2 separate regions of the Gossypium hirsutum genome follow, and region 1 is linked to region 2. A link is a contact called in public Hi-C data. All regions are on one chromosome and are shown on one strand. Each heading gives the region's core, a stretch centred on a gene start, on an enhancer-like site or on the middle of the called end of the contact. The rest is flanking DNA. Distances are from core to core; before and after follow the strand shown. Region 1 has its middle 34 kb from the start of LOC107929630. Region 2 holds the start of LOC107929686 (ATP synthase subunit delta', mitochondrial-like).

What was found. Hi-C and Micro-C count contacts between places; a contact is called where the count stands out from the background.
Region 1: a Hi-C map of leaf shows a contact between it and region 2, with 2.7 times the contacts expected there. The contact joins the enhancer-like site here to the promoter of LOC107929686 in region 2. A contact is called at or near these places in 14 of 34 Hi-C or Micro-C datasets (anther, callus, hypocotyl and 3 more).

The regions. Positions count from the first base shown.
Region 1 is chrA08:106,903,950-106,908,778 of Gossypium_hirsutum_v2.1, forward strand. It overlaps the pseudogene LOC107929652. Among protein-coding and RNA genes, the nearest start is that of LOC107929630, 34 kb to the right of the region's middle. Within about 2 kb of position 3,547, at least 3 of the 9 cell types and tissues checked have an H3K27ac peak or open chromatin away from gene starts, as enhancers often do. A contact at or near this core is called in leaf, where this site is marked.
Region 2 is chrA08:106,849,210-106,854,106 of Gossypium_hirsutum_v2.1, forward strand. LOC107929686 (ATP synthase subunit delta', mitochondrial-like) reads right to left here and starts at 1,807. Exons shown (of 2, transcript NM_001327306.2): 1 at 1,393-1,807. The coding sequence starts at 1,653.

The DNA.
Region 1 (4,829 bases), core at 2,297-4,796, 56 kb after region 2:
TAGATAAAAAAATTAAATGTTAAAATAATTTTTTTTTAAAAGTTTGTAGTTGATTATGTTTTATATTTATTTATCTATTTAAAGATTTCTATAACTTTTATAAGCACCATTTTGAATTTATTTTTATGCACAAATACATGAGTTTTCATCAAGGTAAAGTCAACCAATGGAATGAAATTAAGAAAAGAAAAACAATAAATACAACTAAGTTATAAGATAAAGGCAGAGACTTGAGATCACATGACAAATGTCAATACGTTATGCTTTACGAAATTCGTATACTTTTTATCTGGATAACATATGCACTAATCTACATCCACGTGATTTTCAAATAAATATAAATTTGACTTTGCTTGCTTAATTAAAAAACAATTATTATCCAAATTTTAAGGATTATATATAAATATTAAGGTTTTACTTTATGGCTATTGGATTCATTAATCCACCCCAAAAGTGGAGAAATATAATAGTAATTATGCCCATGTAGTGAATGTAGTGAAGTTGACCTCCCATTTCTACCCACAACAATCTATATGCTAATTAAATTGAGATTCTATCGGTATGAATATGAACAATTTAAAAAACAAAAACAAACGTTTGTTGTGAAGCCAGAATAATTTTTTAAGAGGGTCGAATGAAATTTTAATTTTTTATAGTCTATATCTTTATAATTTTTAAAAGATTAAATTAAATTTTTATAATTTTTAAAAGGCCAAAGTGTAATTTTATCTTTACTAATTTAAAATTTTTTTAAAAAATTAAAGAGTCTAAATGGTAATTTTTTATTTTAGGGGGACCGAGGCCCATGCCAGCCCCCTAGAATCGCCTCTGCTTAAACCTAGTATACTAACGGTGTAAAAATTAAACTCCCCAATCATGATTGAGAATTTACAATGTGTCTTATTTATTTTTAATTTTTTTAAATATGATTTATAAAAATTTACATGAATTTTTAATGGTGCCAAAAAAAATGTGGTAGTATGCCCACAACTATCATTTTCTTTTTTGGTGGGAAAATACTACCATATTAATATATTAAGGAAAAATATAAAATGATAGAAAATAGTCTAATACTAATACGTCCGGTTCTTAATTGAGTTATGCTGGATTAATTCAGGAATAATAACATATATGCCTTTTATATTATTTTATTTCAACAGCAATTATTGAAGTTGCGGTGTCTTTAATTGTGACTGGGGATGTTGAGGGTTTTTGTGCTGCCCTGAGTCTGAGGATCGGATTCGAGTGAGTCGACGATAAGTCACGACTCAGCGTTGCCGCTGTCTGCCTCTTTAAAATCTGCGCCATAGCATTTACTCATCCTTGCCCTTCCTTTCCTTAAAATTCATTTTAGCTGTTCAAAATGAATGACTCTTTTTAATACTCCCTTCCTCCATTTAAGTACCCCCTTCAAGGCATTCACGCCCTTCCCCCCCCCCCCCCCCACCAAAAAAAAATAAAAAATCATAATCTCATCTCGCCACGCTTTTCACTTTTCAGACCCCTCTCCGTACAATTTGTTTCTTCCATGTGACATGCACGTGATCTTCCTCCTCCTCCTCCACTTGAACACATCATTTCTCTTCTGTTCCTTCGTATCAAGTCTCTGATGGCTTCGCCGCCGCCGCCTTTGTTTTATGGCGTTGTGGGAGGAGGGGCTGTTAACTTCGACGAAAATTATAACACTAGTGACCGCTCGCATTCTTCCTCGTCGATCGACAATGTGAAGCCGAGTGTTATTGTCATAATTTTGATTCTTTCTATAACTGTGCTTCTCTCCGTCTCTCTTTATCTCCTCCTTCGCCACCTCAATCGCCGATGCTTGAGTCGTGTCTTTCGTTCTTCTGCCTCCAATATCACCGCCTCCGCCAGCCACCGTGTCACTCCTGAACAATCGCCGGCGCCTTCGTTCCTAGATTCTCTCCCTATGTTTACCTTCTCTTCCATTACTCGCCGCTCCAACAACGGCTCAACGGTTTCTGGAGATTGTGCCGTTTGCTTGTCGAAGTTTGAACCGTTGGATCAACTTCGGCTGCTTCCTCTCTGTTGCCACGCGTTCCACGCTCAATGCATTGATGCTTGGCTCACTACAAACCAGACTTGTCCTCTTTGTCGCTCGTCTCTATGTCGACGTACTCCTTAAGTCTTATTCCATTTCTACCCACAGTCAGCGGAAAACAGGCTCTGACTCCGGTGATCAGAGACGGTCTTATTCCATTGGATCCTTCGATTACATTGTCGAGGAAGAATCGCAGCTGAATAGGAACCAAATACACCAGAGAAATATGTCCGATAAAGAAGAGGTTGGACGAGCTGAGGCAATATCTGAAGCGAGCCTCGCCGCGGAGGTTGCTAACGGAAGAAGTCGGCTTAAGGAGTACGTGGACAGGCTCTCTTTTTCGTTATCATCTCGTGCCATGTCATTTCGTAGCTCAGGAAGGTTAGTCACCGGGAGCAGCGGCCGAAGCGACATATCCGGTGCCGATGGAGATTACGACTTGGAAGCCAATCGTTTCGGCGAGGAGATCAGCGAAATGTTTCGCTGGTTCTCGGGGGTATAAAAGGTAAATACCAGGCTTGACCTTACGGGCACTTGGCATTTCTTCATTTACGGCTTTTCGGTACGATTACTCCACCCTATTTTTTTGCTTAGTCCACTTTATTTCTAATAGATCAAACGACAGAGAGAATTGAGAAATGGAGTGGACATTGCAAAACATTTTAGAGCAGTGCAGCATGCAGCCAGGTGAAGCTGTTTTTTTTACCATTTTATCCGCTTTAAAAATGCCTTTTTTAACAATTGACATTGGAAAACTGGAGGGATTAAATATTGGAGTATAATTAAATTTTTACAGGGGGTCATTTTTATGTTATAACTACTTATAGTCATGATAAAATTTGTTTGCACCGAAACGATGTCGTAGCTACATATATATATATATAATGTATTTGTTTTTTAATATTGTATGGTTAACAGTTCCACCTCAACCATTCGTAGCTACATATATATATAATGTATTTGTTTTTTAATATTGTATGGTTAACAGTTCCACCTCAACCATTCATGATATTCATGGTTTTAGTCTAGAGATTTTGGTAACTATTGTTTGCTTTTTGTGTTTTTACGATTAACTAACATGCTAAAAACCACCATTAATAATTTTATTTATTAGAGTAGAAGCATAAACTTTTGTCATCCCCTCTTTTTAGTGGAGTCATTGGAAAAAAGGCAAAGAAATACTTGAAGTAGCAAAATTTGGGGGCTCTTAGTACAAATTTAGTTATTTTTGAAAGGCTTGTTTAAATATGATGAGCCGAATAAGTTTAAAGACAAAATGTGTAATAAAACCAAACCCAATAGAAAACGAGAGTGCGTGCTGGTTGTTTTTTTTTTTTTTTGTATTTGTCATGCAATGTTATGCGCACATGTCAGTACACACACAGAAACAAACAAAGATCAGATCATATCATTACAAAATAGAGTGGATCCCACTGTAACTGCTAAGTGGTTAAGGGTTGAGCTAATTTCTTTTGGCATTTATTTAGGATTTTTTTTCCATGGAATACAACACCACCTCAGCAATATACATTAGTGCATACAGTGTGTAGGTGAGAATGTGCTTTCTTTCAGGTTTACCTGTAATTGTTTCTGTTGCTACCACTCGAACATTAATTTTAGTAGGTATATATATTAAGTAATTTTGGTCGCGTTTGTTCAACGTTAATGACCTAATTAATTAAATTATCGTTGGTTTTATAATTTCCAAATCCATCTGCTATCTTCATTTTAAATCATAAACAATTAAATGTTGATAATGTTACTAAGTTTTTGAGTTTGATTCTTAATTCTACAATTAGGGTGGGTTTAGATTAGAAGGATTTATTTCGATTTCAAATTATTATTATTTATTTATATTTAATTGTAAGAGATATATAAATATTATTATAAGATTATTTTTAAACAATCAAATAAATTAAATGAAAACGTTCCGAGGTTGAAAATATTGCTCAAAATGAGATGAGTCTGGCCCGCCAACTAAGTGCAGCTGGAGCTGGAGCCATGAACACCCTTAGTTTAGACTTTGGAGTGAGAGTTTTAATATTCTTAAAAAGAGGCCCACGACATATGTAACATTTTTGTGCCATATTTAATAAGAATATTATTTTTTTCAACACATCTTTAAATACATTAGTTAATAACAAAGGCCTTGTTTGTTTGGTTGAGAAAATAGTTCATTAGATGTCACAACACCTCATTTTACTTGACTAAAAGTTTTAGTTTTTTTTCATTCTGCTGAGGCAAAAAAATTTCTCCAAAAATTTCAATTTCACTATTAAATTTAAAAAAAAAGTCAATATTTAGTATATTAGTAGTGTATTTTTTTATTCCACAAATAATTTTAAAAAATTGATATATTTTTATTTTTTTAAAATATTTATTTATTTAATATTTTATACACTTGTCAATCTCTTTAACACTACCCGAAATATAAAAATCCTTAAAAAATTCAAAGCGTGCCTTTGCTAAAATAAAAAAAAATGACATAATTTAGTGTTAGATTTTTGCATCCCCATCTCAAAATTGAATTTCCTCCTAACTTTTCTTCTTCTTGACTCTCAAGTCTCAACTCTCATCTTTTCGGTTTTTTAATTAGTAATACCAAAAAAAATAATAGCGAAAATGGGTGAAAATTAGATTGTTTACAAGGATAGATTTTTTTTGAACAACAAAAAATGGTTGCATTAATGTGTTAGGGGACACCATTTATAAATAATAAAATAATTAAAATAATAGTTAAAAACAATATTTTAATTATGAAAGGGTGTCG
Region 2 (4,897 bases), core at 557-3,056:
CAAAGGACTTGATATCAAGTCTTCAGTTGACATTAGTCTCAAGTTTGATCTCTGAATTAATCTCTTACCCCCTTCCCCTTATAAATAAAAAGTGGTATTTATGCAAAAAAAAACCTTTAACAGTTAACTTAGTTACTTGAGTGACCCGTTTAAAACGAAGGCATAGATATGGCCAGAATTACATTTTGAGAATAATAGGAGATTTCTTAGTGGCCTTTGGTGTTGGAACCTATCAAAAGAAATAAAGACAGAATGGAATGTTCGAATACTGGAATCAAATCATAGCAGGATTAGCAAACTTGATCAAGTATCAGTATTATCACCTTTCTTCAAGGAAAAAATATTAGTGATAGATAGATAGTAGTTTTGGTAGTTAGATGCAATCCTTTAGAATTACATATTTTCCCTCATTGCCAATCTATGCCCATGAGCTGAAATTAATTATCTTTATGCAAAATTATGAGGTTCCATTCGATGTCCAAAATCCAGAGCAAGGCAAATGCTTTTGAAAATTAAATAAAAATATATATAGCATAATAAGGAATACTGTGGAACTAAAATATGAACAGATAGGTTTTATATAAGCAAATCCAGCTTTCCGACACAAATGCTCCAGGTATCCAAGTGAATGCTTAGAAATATCATGATGGCAAGGCGTGCAAGTGCAAATACTAATAAAAATACGACCCTCACTCTCTATTTGTCTACTCAAGGATTTTAAGGACATTAGTTATCTGTGTTACTGCATTTTAAGTGCATTCCCAACGAACTCACAATCAAATAAGCCTGATATGGCCATTAACTTTTTCATCTAAAAGGAGTAGCCGAATTGGGATTGACAAGAAATAGACAACAAATAGAAAACAAACATTTCTTTTGGGATAAAGGAGTTGCAGCTAAAAGTCTAAAAGATATCCTATAATCAGTTTCTGAATACGAAAATCAGCAAAGGTAATACGAATACACTCTAAATTGCAGTGCAATGCCACAATCGGTTGTCTTGTCTTTCAGGGAATTTAATTTTGTTTCAGAATCTGTAACCCGATTTAAAGATTGCATTGAATGGTATCATTATTGGATAAATTCACCAATAGGAGTTGTATAGGGCAAATGTTTGAAATTAACAGTAACGCCATACAATTAGAGACCCATTCAGATCATCACCATTACAGAGAAGACAAAATAAAAGTAATTGGCATTGCATTCTATCGAAAAAACAACTAACATAATTTCAGCAAAAATAAAAAAATAAAGGTTTGACATTTTGCCTTGTACCGGAGAATAGCATGAAAATATTTATTTCCACAATCCTAATCCAAGAAAACAGAGTTGAAGAAAAATCGGAAATATCCCAAATAAAATTAAAAAAGAAAAAAAAAACCCAAATGTTACCTCTTTGGTGGCCAACTCAGAAGCATAAGGAAGGACGAAATTGACAGTAAGCTTGGAAGGAATGGAGGAAGGAGTGGGAGGACGAGGTTGCATGAAAGAGAGAGGAGTTTTAGGAGGGTCCATGTTGGGGATCACTTTAGTCCACGCCTCCGTGAATGTGGCATCCGCAGAGGGTGCCGCTGGCAGATCAGTGGAGAAGGGTCGAGCCCTTGCTGCCAAAATGGATCGACAGGCCAATAGCATCGATGCTCGACGCAACATTCTGGGAGGGGGGTTGGTGGTGATCGCTCGGCTATCGCAAGGTCGGAGACAGGGTGTGAGAAGAGGGGCCGTTCAGTCTCTGGCTTAACTCTTTTTCTGTTTTGGTACTCTGTATTTGTGAAGCGAAATTTGGGAATCTAAGAAAACTTAAAGCTGTTAAAAAAGATTACTCAGGTCGGGGTTCCGGGTTAACATATATTATAGTAATTTTATATTTAATTGTATAAATTTGATGTTTAAAATATTATTTTTAAATTCGTTTATACTTATAAAATTGTTAAATATACTATTTTATTTAATTTTTAGTAATTTCAAAACTTAACATATTTTAAGGGTTAATTGCACCAATCATTTACTACCAAGAATTCTCAAATTGTAAAAATTTTTAATTACATCCTCAAACAATTGATATTATATTAATTAGGTCTTTCTATTATTAAAATTCTTAATTTAATCGTAAAATAAAAATTTTAAGCTTTTAAAAGTTAAAACTAAAAAAAAGTAAAACTGAAAAAGGGAAGGTGGACGATAAAACTTTTATAAAATTGCCAAAAACCTTAAAACTAAATTTCTTTACAACATCCATTTTTACAATATTAAATTTTCTTTAAAAAAATTATTTTAAGCTATGCCACATAAGATCTGACATCTTATTTTAATGTTAAATTAACAATTTTGTAATAGAATAACTTTAATGATATAACATCAATAATTTGGGGATATATGGTGAAATTAACTCTATTTTTAATGCATTATTTATATAATATGTAACTAGAGGTGCTCATGGATCGGGTTGAGCCTGGTTCGGGTTGGTCTAAGCATAATATTAATATATTTTATACTTATCCAAACCCAGTCTGACTTGAAACACGAGCCTAAAATTTTGCTCAAGCTCGCCCATTTTTGCAAAAAGCTTACTCAAGCCCATTTTATGCTCGCCTATATTGTTTTTAAATTTTTAAAAATATATTTATATTATTTTAATTTAATATTTAATAATTTTATATATATTTTTATTTATTGAAATTTTTTATATAGTCATCATAACATTATTTTAATGTTTAGATTAGAATAGTATTATATAATTAGTATAGTTTTATTTTTGTAATGTGTCTTAAATTATATAATATATAAAAATAACATAACATAAAGTATTATAAACTTGAAAATAGGTCGGGCTCGGGCTTGAACACATTTTAAACAGGCCTAATATTTTTACCCAAACCCTCCCAAATTTCAAACAAGCCTTTAGGCCTATATAGGTAGTTTGGCCCATGAACAGGTCTATATGTAACACCCCTTGTCTGACTCGATTGTCGAGTTTGAGCTACGGGATACTAAGTTCGTTACCGGAGCAACTATAGTCAATTATACACTATACAACCATTTACACATGCAAATAAGTATATTATGCAATCATACTATGCTACATAATCATTTCTAGGTTCAATACAAGCTTACGAAAGGTCTTTTGCTAACATGAGATCGAATTAGGACCAAATTATAAAGTTTTCAATTTTTCAAGTCAATGTCGCGACATCATGGTTTCCACGTCGCGGCATCATCAATCAATGAGTTACGTCGTGACTTTAGGCATATCGACGTCATGACGCCATTCACTGTTGATCTATGTCGTGATGTCGGGGAATTATGGTCGCGACGTTGCCCTTGTTTTAGCAATAAACACATTGGTACATTTTTCATGCTTTCAGTCAAACACATATATACTTTTATACATCTTTCCACAATTAAAACATCATCATTCCATATCAATCTATACCATTTCAAGCTTATGAACATTTCAAATAAAACATTCAATATAGTACAAAATAAGTATTCATTATTAAGACATAATCAAACCCTCTATCAAACTAGCCATACCAAATTATTTCATTTTCCAATTCAAACATATCATACTTATGCAAATTGAGAACCAAGCACTTAAATGACCTTAACATGAATTAAAAAAAGCATACACTAAGCTATATTTCATGCTTAACATTCAAACAACGCATTTTCAAATCATTCATCAATTTATCTATCCCAACTAGTTCACTTTGCAACCTTTAACATGCCAAAGTCATGCATGTTGGATATGATGTCTTAAGTGTAGTATTTTCATCTATATACACTTGTAAGTTTTTCTAATAGATTGGTTAATAAAATTATTCATGAATTACATTAATACCCTTTGTATATTTTTCTTGTGTGGTTTTTGCATGTAAAGTAAAATAGAAGCAAATTTAGCTTATTGGTTGTCCAATGTTTAACTAATATTAAGCAGTATTACATAGTCGGATCGTAATATGGAAATACAACTTATATTAGTAAGCGAACCTAAATATGTCCTTAGTTTAATAGGAAATGGGCAAACCAATTGAAAGACTAATATGTCGTCTATCAAGTCCAATTGAGGATATGCTTTGTCTTGGGCATTAAAGCGGATGACTTCTAGAAGATAGAGACATAGATGTGACTGACTGGACCTAAACAGAATAGATCTTGAATCTGTTTATGGATTCACTTGTGACATTCATAGTGTCGCATACTTTAATCCTAAGTGGATGATGGACTATGTATGTATGATTCGTATACTTTGATATAAGTAAAAGCCTGAGTTTGAATAGATAAGGAACTGAAAGCTGGTACGTTAGGTATTCGACTTCTACATTATGTAGCATCATTCACAGTAGTGAAATTCATAGCTCAAAACATGGGTAAATGATATACTCTCATTGGCATTACATTATAGATGAAAAGTAAACGTGGTAACGGGTCGTTTGTCTTTGTGATTAATGACTTAATTACTATTTGATAGCAGATGACTTTTCATGAAGGAAGATGTAATGACTACCATGAGATAAAATAGGGTCATGTTGAGAGAATGAATTTATCTCAAAGAGATTAAAGATATCCTATGGAAGTAATAAACTTATGACAAGGTGATAAGATGAGTATTGATCGAGTAGCTTGTAACACTCTTGACCCAGTTTGATCGTCGAACTTGATTAATAGTGTAATACCCCTACCCATATTCATTGCCGGAATAGGGTATGAAGTATTACCGGAGTTTACGAATTAAATTTTTTTTAACTCAATATAACCCCTTTATAGATATCTAACCTTCCGTGAAATTTTAAACCAAAAATAATCCACATCAACCAATCCAATTCAACATATTTTCAAGATAAATTCATGCATATTTATAAAATAACGTCATCACATACCCAAAACCAGGTTTGTT